Linked DNA regions of Mus musculus: region 2 is linked to region 1. A link is a contact called in public Hi-C data. All regions are on one chromosome and are shown on one strand. The core of a region is the stretch at or near the end of the contact, and the rest is flanking DNA. Distances in the headings are between cores, read along the strand shown. Region 1 holds the start of Prlr (prolactin receptor). Region 2 overlaps Agxt2 (alanine-glyoxylate aminotransferase 2).

What was found. Hi-C and Micro-C count contacts between places; a contact is called where the count stands out from the background.
Region 2: a contact with region 1 is called in a Hi-C map of liver, with 2.7 times the contacts expected there. The contact joins the enhancer-like site here to the promoter of Prlr in region 1. A contact is called at or near these places in 2 of 39 promoter capture datasets (both in liver), 2 of 484 Hi-C or Micro-C datasets (both in liver) and 2 of 9 other capture datasets (adipose tissue and liver).

Annotation. Positions count from the first base shown.
Region 1 is chr15:10,173,545-10,179,560 of GRCm38.p6, reverse strand. It overlaps Prlr (prolactin receptor), which reads right to left and starts at 2,323. Exons shown (of 10, transcript NM_011169.5): 1 at 1,690-2,323.
Region 2 is chr15:10,397,439-10,403,055 of GRCm38.p6, reverse strand. Agxt2 (alanine-glyoxylate aminotransferase 2) reads right to left here. Exons shown (of 14, transcript NM_001310735.1): 12 at 3,893-4,042; 13 at 2,511-2,609. Among named protein-coding and RNA genes, the nearest start is that of Gm52213, 22 kb to the left of the region's middle. Within about 2 kb of position 3,070, at least 11 of the 459 cell types and tissues checked have an H3K27ac peak or open chromatin away from gene starts, as enhancers often do. A contact at or near this core is called in liver, where this site is marked.

The sequences.
Region 1 (6,016 bases), core at 1,074-3,573:
GTTGCTTTCCAGAGTTGTTTGTGGACAGAAATCTCCGGGGTAGTGGTTATCATCCTGTGGGGTTCGACCTTGTTGGTGGGGGGGTGGGGGGGGGGATAAACAACCTTTTCACAGAGGTCACCTAAGACCATCGGAAAACACAGATATTTGTGTTAAGATGCATAACAGTAACAAAGAAAATGATTTTATAGCCAGAGGTCACACAACATGGGGAACTGTATTAAAGGGTCACAGCATTGGGAAGGCTGAGAACCATTGCTCTATGGTCCGCCATTAAGAGTTGAGAAGCCAGGTCTGGAAGAAGTGCAAAGATTGATGATGAACGATCTCTGTGTGGGCAGCTCTAGGAAGGCGAGCCATCTCTCTGAACAGCGCAGTTGCTTCAGACCCTCCCAGTCTACTCCCACATCCAGTACAGCCGCCAGCAAAAGCTTGGTGAGATGCGTCCTGATGCAGCATCCTCAAAGACAAGGGGTTTTCTGGCATGGACAACAAGGGGTGTCCTTAAAAATTCTTCATCTGTTCCCTAAGTACAGTTTCCACCCTGGGGAAATAACTCACAATCGCTTCTCAAAAGGGATCGATTTGCGAAGAAATCACTTTGAGAAAAAAAAAAACAAAACGCCACTGAAACAAAAAATCAAAATATTCCGGTTTCTGCTCTACTCAGCACCTCTGTTCCATTCAGCACTTGTAGCAAGAATGATCAGTTTCCCTAAATGTACACACAGTAAACTGAGGCCAGGAGAAGGTGAACTCCCACGATTGTAGTGCCACGGGAGGCAGAGCTAGGATTGGTCAAGACACTCCGGTGGGAAATCTTTCCCAGCCAATTCCATGAATGAAGATTAAAGGACGCTCCCCCCCGACCCCCCCCCCCGTGACATTAATAACAGGTTGCAAACATTTTCAAGTTCGATCACAGAAAACCCCAAGTTGCTTGTTATTAAGGGAACGTGGGTTGCTTCCCTACCACACAGGTAGAGGTCACTAACAGGATATTTTTCTACACAACTACAGCCCTTGCCTCCCCCTGCCTCAGCATTAAGAGTCTGGGTTCTGGGAGGCTATCCCCTCTGTCCCCTGATCCCATGATCTTTGCTCCAGCAGTGTGTCCTTGCTTCTACCCCTAGGGCCTGAATTCCTAGCACACTGCCCAGACTCCGCTTAGCTGCCTTAGGGAGTGGGGGTGGGAGCTCAGGTGACTGTCTCTTCACCTGGCACCCAGCTGTGCAGCCGGCAGGAGACTGCCCAAGTTAGCTGCCACCACGTCTCCTGCCCCAGCCCATTCAGCCTCCCCGCTATCTCCCCAGCTTTTCATTTCGACACAAACCACCTGCAACCCCACCATCACACCACCGAAACTCATTCGCAAGGGCGCGCTTGCAGGGTTTATTTTAAAACACACCGAGAGCAGTTGTAAAAGCTGGGGTGGGTGGCCAAGCCCCTTGGCATATATTTAGCTTTTCTCGAAAGGGACACCAAGGTTTGGCTTCAGGCACGCTCACAGCACGGGATGGGGTTTCCTCGCGCCCGCGGGCTCTGGCAGCTAGCTGGCATTTCCCTAAGCTGTCCGCGCCTGCAGCCAACTGTTCCACTCCCACTCGCGGCCTCGAACCCGCGGCCCTGGAGAGCGCCCGCCCGCACCACCCCTGGCCACGCACAGCCTTGTCTGACATGGGTACTCACTTCTGCTGGAGAGAAAAGTCTGCCATACCAGGGATTGAGCACTTCTTGCAAAGAACGCGAGCTTTTTCAGTGACAGGTAAAGCTGTTTCCTGAGCCCCGTGTAAAATCCAGAACGCAGGAGAGGAGTGAGTGAGACAGAGCAGGAAGGCGGGGAAAGCCCAGCTCAGAAGACCCGGCAGTCTGGGGATTTTAGCCTCTGCTCTGCCGTCGCCAGCCGCGTGTCTCTGAGAAGAAGCTCAACTCGGTGCACTTGTTCACTCTTTCTTCACTAGAGGAGGAGTCAGTGTTGCAACATGCATGTTCCTTGCTGGAGGCAAAACAGTGATTTTTCTCCAGCGTGCAAAAGGTCCAGAGCCTGCCAGTTTTATAAGGTGACGGAGATAGTTGGGGGAATCAGAATGCAGAGAAAAGGTGGACAAGGTAATGTCTGATTTCTCCCGGATCCGTTTCGCATGATCAGGGGACCTTCTTCCATCAAGACTACCAGTAAAGAGACAAAACAATAATAGAAATGTCCTTTAAGTCCTGTGACCTCAAAGATGGTATTTCTCCCAGTAGCCAAGATGAGATTCGGTGTCAAATTTCTTTCCGTACTTCCCAGCAAGCAACACCCAGCAGCCAGCCGCTTGACAATACTTGAGGGGGCTCTAGGGATTGGAATCACACCTTCCCTGGGAAGGAGGAGGAGTCAGAGGAAAGTGGTCGAGGAAGAATAAACAGGGACCCTTAAAGGACGCGTTGCTTTCTATTTTTTAACACAGCAGAACTTCCAGGGCTCTACTTTATGCTCAGCCACATCAAAATAGTAGATACACCAACATCCTCAGCAACCCACGAGTCGGCTCCTTTCCGCAAATGCAGAATGTACCTCCTCAAATAAGCTGCACCATCTGAGGGTTGTTTTATATTATGTCTTTGGTATTAACAAAACACTGCTTTTCCTCTTGCACCCCTCCCTATGTTCTCTTGAAAATAAACTATTAAAACAACAAATACCAATAGCTACTTGGATCAAATAGTTATCTCTGAACAGGTAAGTGATGCCATTGATTAACACTGTGTCCCGTTGTTAGGTAAGTTAGAGGGCCACGATGGGTGGTTATTTTGAACAAGCTATTGAATATTTTTTTTAATCATTGAAACATTGCTTTTTCTTCCTCTGATTTGATTGACACTTTACAATAACTGGCAAATCACATTCGTTAATGGCTTTCTGCCACACTGCAGGAAGCTGCTGGAAATCCCATGACGTTTAGGCGATTCTCTTGCATTAGAAGAGGCGTTCACACATGACCTGCACAAGATAAACCATGATCTACCCCTGGTTTTCAGAGGCTGTGGGGTGTGTATCTGCTGTGCACAGACTATGCCGGCTTCTGGTGGCTGAGGTGGACCATTGCTCACAATTACCTTTGAGAGTGTATAATACAGTGCCCGTTCATTTTCAAAACTAACGAGTATCCTCTCCAATGGCAGAATACAGACATTCTTAGTGGCCAAGTTACACCACAATGAACCCATTGTTAAGTTTAAGATATTTTAAGAAAAAAAAAAGAATAAAAACACCTGTTGAACATCATAATCTAGCCTTGTCTTGCCTATCAGATATGCTTAGAACTTGTATATTTGACTGAATTTGGGGGAAATTATCTAGCACAAAACTTAACAGGATGCCCGTGTAGGTAGATCATCATATTATTAAAGTGTCTAAACCATCGTGAACCACCAGAGGTTAGTGATTATATTCCTGTGTGACCTTTGAAAGGCTGGGGGTTACTCAGTAAAGTGTAATTTTCCTTGACTATTCTAACAGATAATGAGAAGAGAGGGAGAATCACCTTTGGCAATGGAAAACTGTTCGATTTCCTTGTGGTTCCTAGACGTCTGCGTTCCTGCTGCACAGCAGAAGTAGGTTCCAGAACAGGGTAAGTGACTAATCCACATGCTATTTGGAGAGAAGGTCATGGCTTTCTGCTTTGCTGTGCAGCATATACCCTGACCCCAAGCCACAGGCAGGCGTTCACAGTCGTAAATTTCCTTGTGCTCTCCTGTTACTGAGATGCTGAGGGAAGTCATCTGTGAGGCCAGCTTCCCTTTGCTCCATAGCTAGACCATGACTCTCTCCTTCTGCACACACTGGAACCATTCACCCACTTCCTCGTGTTCTCCGTTTGCTTAGATCTGCATCTGCCTCAGTGTGTGTCTTGTCTTGCTGATTCATCCAGCTGTGTCTTGACTCTGTATCTGCTCACTGTCTCCAAGACCTCACCCCACAGTTTAAGGTAACACACTAGCAATGTTTTGGATATCGCTATTCATTTGACTTGCACGAGTTTCACTTAGTGTAAACCAGGCTCAGCAGGGGAATAGCTATAATGTTGATGGAGTCTGTAAAATGCCAATCACGCTAATAAAACCTTATGGTCTTCACGGTTTTCTTTCCTTGCCTGTTTTGTTTTGCCTTCCTATTTCCTAGCCATGAGTTCCCTTCCACAGCTTTCTCAGATTGTTCCTGGCCCAGCTGGCACTTGGGATGATTCACAGTTTAGGAAAGCGTCACACATCCACAGCCTTCTTGACTTACTTTCCTTGGATTTGGCTATTCCTAGCCTTGGGTGCAGACCAGCAACACCCAAGGAGGAGCCGAATAACAATGCCTGCATGTCTGGTGATAAACTTATAATCCAAGAGGTTCAGGGTAACTTTCCTAGTCCTACAAGAAAATCCATCAACTCTACTGTTTTGGTCACTATTTGGTTCTTCCTCTTCTGCCATGGCTGCCCGCGAGCTGCTCTCCAGGCAGGGTTACCTTGGCCTTTCCCCTGCTTTCTGTGAGCTCTCCTTTAGGACGCCGCATTTCTCCACTTCCCCATGTCTCCCTGCTATTCCAGGGTTTCTGGCACAGCCTCTCTCCTTTCTCCTTTACACAGGGGACACTTTTGTTTCTAGATTTCACTTTTACCAATTGGAGATAGCTTTCTATTCTTTAATAAATAGGAAATGCGAGAAACACCACAACAGATACTGATACTGCTAACAAAACACAATTACATCTATATTTGTAAAGTTGAAAAAGATTGCTCCAAATCACATACATACCTTTCTTGCTTGCTTGTTTTCTTTCTTTCTTTCTTTCTTTCTTTCTTTCTTTCTTTCTTTCTTTCTTTCTTTCTTTCTTCCTTTCTTCCTTTCTTCCTTTCTCCCTTTCTCCCTTTCTCCCTTTCTCCCTTTCTCCCTTTCTTTCTTTCTTTCTTTCTTTCTTTCTTTCTTTCTTTCTTTCTTTCTTTCTTTCTTTCTTTCTTTCTTGTCCCATCTTGAATGGAAGACATCACTGAGACATGAACACATACCTGTCCCTTTTCTTTTTTTGTAAGTTATAATTCCCTTTATTAGCTGAGACTTTTTTTTAATTAGGTATTTTCTTCAATTACATTTCAAATGCTGTCCCCAAAGTCCCCCATACCCTCCCCTAACCAACCAATCCCACTTCTTGGCCCTGGCATTCCCCCTTACTGAGGCATATAAAGTTTGCAAGACCAAGGGGCCTCTCTTCACAATGATGACCAACTAGGCCATCTTCTGCTGCATATGCAGCTAGAGACACAAGCTCCGGGAGTACTGGTTAGTTCATATTGTTGTTCCACCTATAGGGTTGCAGACCCCTTTAGCTCCTTGGGTACTTTCTCTAGCTCCTCCATTGGGGGCCCTGTGTTCCATCCAATAGCTGACTGTGAGCATCCACTTCTGTGTTTGCTAGGCCCCTGCATAGTCTCACAAGAGACAGCTATATCATGGTCCTTTCAGCCAAATCTTGCTAGTATATGCTATGGTGTCAGCGTTTGGAGACTGATTATGGGATGGATCCCCGGGTATGGCAGTCTCTAGATGGTCCATCCTTTCCTCTCACCTCCAAACTTTGTCTCTGTAACTCCTTCCATGGGTATTTTGTTCCCAATTCTAAGAAGAGGCAAAGTGTCCACACTTTGGTCTTCATTCTTCTTAAGCTTCATGTGATTTGCAAATTGTATCTTGTATCTTGGGTTTTCTAAGTTCCTAGGCTAAGATCCACTTATCAGTGAGTACATATCATGTGAGTTCTTTTGTGATTGGGTTACCTCACTCAGGATGATGCCATCCAGGTCCATCCATTTGCCTAGGAATTTCATAAATTCATTCTTTTAAATAGCTGAGTAGTACTCCATTGTGTAAATGTACCACAATTTCTGTATCCATTCCTCTGTTGAGGGACATCTGGGTTCTTTCCAGCTTCTGGCTATTATAAATAAGGCTGCTATGAACATAGTGGAGCATGTGTCCTTCTTACCAG
Region 2 (5,617 bases), core at 1,821-4,320, 220 kb before region 1:
TTGAGAGTTTGGCCGGGTATAGTAGCCTGGGCTGGCATTTGTGTTCTCTTAGTGTCTGTATAACATCTGTCCAGGCTCTTCTGGCTTTCATAGTCTCTGGTGAAAAGTCTGGTGTAATTCTGATAGGCCTGCTTTTATATGTTACTTGACCTTTTCCCTTACTGCTTTTAATATTCTCTCTTTATTTAGTGCATTTGTTGTTCTGATTATTATGTGTCAGGAGGAATTTCTTTTCTGGTCCAGTCTATTTGGAGTTCTGTAGGCTTCTTGTATGTTCATGGGCATGTCATTCCTTAGGTTTGGGAAGCTTTCTTCTATAATTTTGTTGAAGATATTTGCTGGCCCTTTAAGTTGAAAATCTTCATTCTCATCAACTCCTATTATCCGTAGGTTTGGTCTTCTCATTGTGTCCTGGATTTCCTGGATGTTTTGAGTTAGGATCTTTTTGATTTTGTATTTTCTTTGATTGTTGTGCCGATGTTCTCTATGGAATCTTCTGCACCTGAGATTGTCTCTTCCATCTCTTGTATTCAGTTGCTGATGCTCGCATCTATGGTTCCAGATTTCTTTCCTAAGTTTTCTATCTCCAGCGTTGCCTCACTTTGGGTTTTCTTTATTGTGTCTACTTCCCTTTTTATGTCTTGGATGGTTTTATTCAATTCCATCACCTGTTTGGTCGTGTTTTCCTGCAATTCTTTAAGGAATTTTTGTGTTTCCTCTTTAAGGTCTTCTACCTGTTTAGCTGTGTTCTCCTGTATTTCTTTAAGTGAGTTATTAAAGTCTTTCTTGATGTCCTCTACCATCATCATGAGATATGCTTTTAAATCCAGGTCTTGCTTTTCGGGTGTGTTGGGGTGCCCAGGACTAGGTGGGGTGAGAGTGCTGCCTTCTGATGATGGTGAGTGATCTTGATTTCTGTTAGTAGGATTCTTATGTTTGCCTTTTGCCATCTGATAGTCTCTGAAGCTAGTTGTTATAGTTGTCTCTGGTAAGAGCTTGTTCCTCAGGTGACTCTGTTAGCCTCCATCAGCAGACCTGGGAGACTAGCTCTCTCCTTAGTTTCAGTGGTCAGAGTATTCTCTGCAGGCAAGCTCTCTTCTTGCAGGGAAGGTGCCCAGATATCTGGTGTTCGAACCTGCCTCCTGGCAGAAGTTGTGTTCCCCTCACCAGAGGTCTTAAGATCCCTTGGAGGGTCCTGTGAGGACCTTGGGGGTGTCTGGAAACTCCCCGCGCAAGGAACCACGGTGCTGGAGTGGACTGGAAGGGACTTGTGCCCCTGATCAGGCCAGGTTATCTGCTTCCCTAGTTAATGCAGTCTCAGGTCCTGTGCGATTGGATTGGAGCAGATCCTGTGTTCCACTCACCAGAGGTCTTAGGATCTCGTGGGGGATCCTGTGTGGGTCCTTGCGGGTGTCCGGAGACTCCGCGGGTAAGGCACCCCGGTGCTGGAGTGGACCGGAAGGGACTTGTGCTCCTGATTGCAGCATCATCTCTTTTTTTTTTTCCATTTTTAATTAGGTATTTAGCTCATTTACATTTCCAATGCTATACCAAAAGTCCCCCATAGCCACCAACCCCCACTCCCCTACCCACCCACTCCCCTTTTTTGGCCCTGGCGTTCCCCTGTACTGGGGCAGCATCATCTCTTGAACATCCTAATGTACACACATCAAAACATCACGGCACACTCCCTAAATATGTGCAATGACCATGTTTCATAAAAGAAAAGGTTTTTGAAGTGGTAAAAATTAAGAGGAAGAAAACAGAATATTTGCAGGGAGCAGAAGTCACTTCCATACCTGAGCCCACCCTGGTGAATGACATGAGATTTAGAGGCAGATTGTATTGTGCTACAGCAGCAGCAGTAGCAACAACAAAAACAACAGCAGTAGCAGTAACAGCAGCAGCATCTTATTGTAGCATTAGGGTCAGACCAGGCTCCTGATAGAGTGAGCATAACTTCCAGAAAGGGGTAAGGTGAGCTCTGTTTTGGATTATTCTAGGGGAGGGTGAAGGACACTGAGGGGCTGATCTTGAGTTCTGCATCAGGGACTATGTTTGAGGCTGGTCCTTGATCTCTCTTTCTAGGATCATACAGGGCAGCCATGGATCTTAGATTGCTGTATGCTCTAATGACCACGAAAACACCAGGTTCACAAAGTCAGACTTCAGGACTGAGTGAAGAATGACTGTCATTGTTTTCTCAGGGGTTAGAAGTAATTAATACTCAATACAATACATATGTATGTAATATGTATACGTTATGTGAGTGTCATGGTTCTATTATCACCCATGCTGTGAATTGTCTGGTTAGTTCGTGTGGCCTTTCTATGCCTCTCTTTTGCCTTCAAGACCATGGATAATGGAATCACTTTACCACATCCCCCTCTAGTGGCTACAAGCTTTTGTCTCTTTCTTTTTACTACATGCAAGCATTATCATAATGTGGAGGAAGCATAACCAGGTGCCCTATCAGGGAGACTCTAGCTCAGAGGCAGCCATTCTCTTACCTGAGAAAAATTACCACCTCTACCCACTAGGAGCCCCATGTCTTTGCAGTCCTCATGGATTTGATTGACTTCTGTTTTAGGAAGAGGTTGTCGGCTTATCTGTGAATACATTAAAAAAGAAAAAAAAAGAAAAAAAGAAAAAAGGAATGTCTTCTATTTTGTGTTTGAATTGTTAGAAAAATTATTTAACAAGGCAGGAGACCCGAGGAAAACCACAACAAAACTCAAGCAATCAATGTCCCCCTAATGAAACAAAATTGTTAATTGCTGAACCAGAGAGTTTTGAGGGGTCGGGGTGGGGGTGAGCATGGAAAACATTTGCTTTATTCTATGTCATCTAAAAATCCCCAAAGACAAAGTGAAATTCCATCCATGCATTCCATGCAAGTCGGGGTAAGTGAACCTTGGCTCTGCTAATGGCTACTCTGGGCAGGGTTGGGGGTGGGCATGAAGGTGGGGGTGGGGCTGATCTTTTAATAGCTAGTTAGAGATCTGCTTTGTTTGTGTTGAAATCCTCTTCAACTCTGCAATGCTCTGTGTAACTGAAGAGTCCATTCCAAAGTCTAGCAAGTGGCTCAGAAGTTGTGTAAGGGCACATGCAGCTAAGCGTTTCCAGGGCTACAGCATGGCCATGGAGCTGGTGTGGAGCCAAATATCTTCCATGTTTGTTGAATTTGCTCTTTTCCTAAGGCTCCACCCCTTCAGGGTCAGGAACAGTAAGAGCTGGGAGCTAAGAGGCCATGTCAGATTCTAGGGCCTGAGGTTGGTCCTTTGTGCAGGGCTCAGGCATGCTATTCTAACGTTGGTGATATTGGGCTGGAGTTTACATCCTTTCTGTGGATGAAAGCTCTACTCCCAGTCTACGAACATGAATATTTCCCTCTAGTTAATTCATTTTAATTCTGAGTATAGTGTAAGCATGCTTCCCTGGGGGCCTTTTATACACAAAAATATGGGCCTACCACAGTCGGAAAAATTTGAATATTTGGAAAAGGCTTAGGATGTGTATTTTTAAAATGGTCCTTAGGTAGCTGTCTTGGGAACCTTGCCAATCTTCTTTAGTAGTCTTAGGTGCTTTTGCTGCCCCTTGTCTCCCCCTTTACCCTTCACAGATAGCAAACATCACCACGAGGTCTGGCTTCCTTGATGTAGATGACTAAACCTCAATCCTGCTCAGGAGAGCTCTTCTCAGTACACTTGGCTTGCTTCCCCTCAGGGCTTTCTACCTTTTCTGTGGACCTAAGTAGTGTATTATGTATAATAACTGACAGCTATTTATAGTTTAAATAAGTTGTAAGTGCTGTAAGTGCTAGACCCTGTTAGCTTTCTCCTTTACTTGCTACTGGACCCAGGCAGCCACCCAACCAACAGCAGATCATTACCTTGTCTTGAACCATCTCTATCCCCACCATAAGGCCTTTGCCTCGGACATCCCCAACGATATCAAATTCGTCCCGAAGCTTAGCAAACTTCAGCAGCATGTAGGTGCCAACTTCTTGACTGTTTCTCTGGAGATTTTCTTCTTCAATCACCTGTGGAGAGACAGCCCCTACATACTTTTACAAGGCAAAAGTTGAAGGTTTGACAGAGAAGCCCAGAAAGATAAAATATATACCATGGTCTTTACAGTAACTTCACTTGATAAACAGGACCTAGAAGATGGTCTGGTGTGGACATACCATGGACCAAATAAAAATCTACTGTAAGGAATGAAACCATCTTGGTAAAGGGGATTTCCCTGAACCTGTTCACCTGTAGAGGCAAGCAAGGCTTTAAGAACTGTCAGCAATATATATTCCATAATGTGGAAGTTCATTTTTCCAGGTTTTGCTGAGTGTTGGCGAACTGTGAAGACAATAGCAAATGAACTGTGGGAGGAGTCCCACAGGCACCTTTCCTGTGGGAGACAGTGACTTCCCTAGGCCACATGTAGGTTTGCACAGTCCAAACACTCCAGTATAGGGGCCCTGCACCCCTTAGCCGAGCCACAGGTGTATCCACAGCTAGGAAACCTGAGATATTAAAAAGATTTTCACCTAACTCCCACTCATAGTGATTTTTTTGTTTAAAAAAAAAATCTTAAATTTTTTTGTTTTGTTTGTTTGTTTCTGTGTACATGTGTGGGACATATGCAGAGGGCAGAAAGTAGCTTTGGGAGTCAGTTCTCTCTACACAGTGCAGATACGAGGGGTCCAACTGAGATGCACAGGCTTCACAGCAAATGTCTTTTACCTGGAGAACCATCTCAACCAGCTATAGGAATCTTTGATTTTTCAAGAATCAAAGACACATACAAGTTTCATCTGTACTTAGCTAAGAATAATTGTGTGATGTTTTAGGGACTAGTTGGTCCACCCCAACCCCCCATCTCATTTGAATTTGTTTGGATGACCTAACACTGAAAAGCTGACAGAAAACTTCCAAGGCCAGCTTGTAGACCACTTGACTATGACACCCTATTTGTTCTTCAGGACTCTCAACCTCTGATTGGCCTCTTGCACTCCAGTAGTCTCTGTCCTTTAAAAGAATTGTCAGTCCCTAGGAACTACATAACAGATGTGCCGGAGGAGTCTACCCAGTATGTTCCCTTGCATTTATATAATCAAGTGTCAATAAAGAATGCACAAAAAAAAAAAAAAAGAAAAGAAAAGAAAAGAAAAGAAAAGTTGGACTTTGGCTGGAGAAGCAGGTTGAGAAACTACATAGGCTTAGAATTTTTTAAAACCTATGGTAATAAGCGCTTTTTAATGCTTTAACCTCCCTTCTAGCTCACCACCCCCCAGAGATAGTGGAAAGGAAGGGTTAATCGTGAAAAGGGGGATGTGGACCTGTCTAGAATTAGTTTTTGGTGTGTTTTCTCTATAGTCATGTGGTCTCCTGACTTGTTCTCTAAGGGAGATTTCTGGTTTTGCTTCATAGTTTTCATGTGTCCTAGTTTTAAAAAGTTTTATTTTTTGGGGGGGGGGAGCTGAACATTCTCTTCAGTTAGAGCAGATTGCAAAGTTGGCTGGCTGTACACTTAGAGAGTTTGTGGACAGAGGCAGAAGTGCTGGGAAAAGAAGAAGGGCTTTGCTATTGGTTCGCTTTGCTATTCTTTGCTGGTCCTT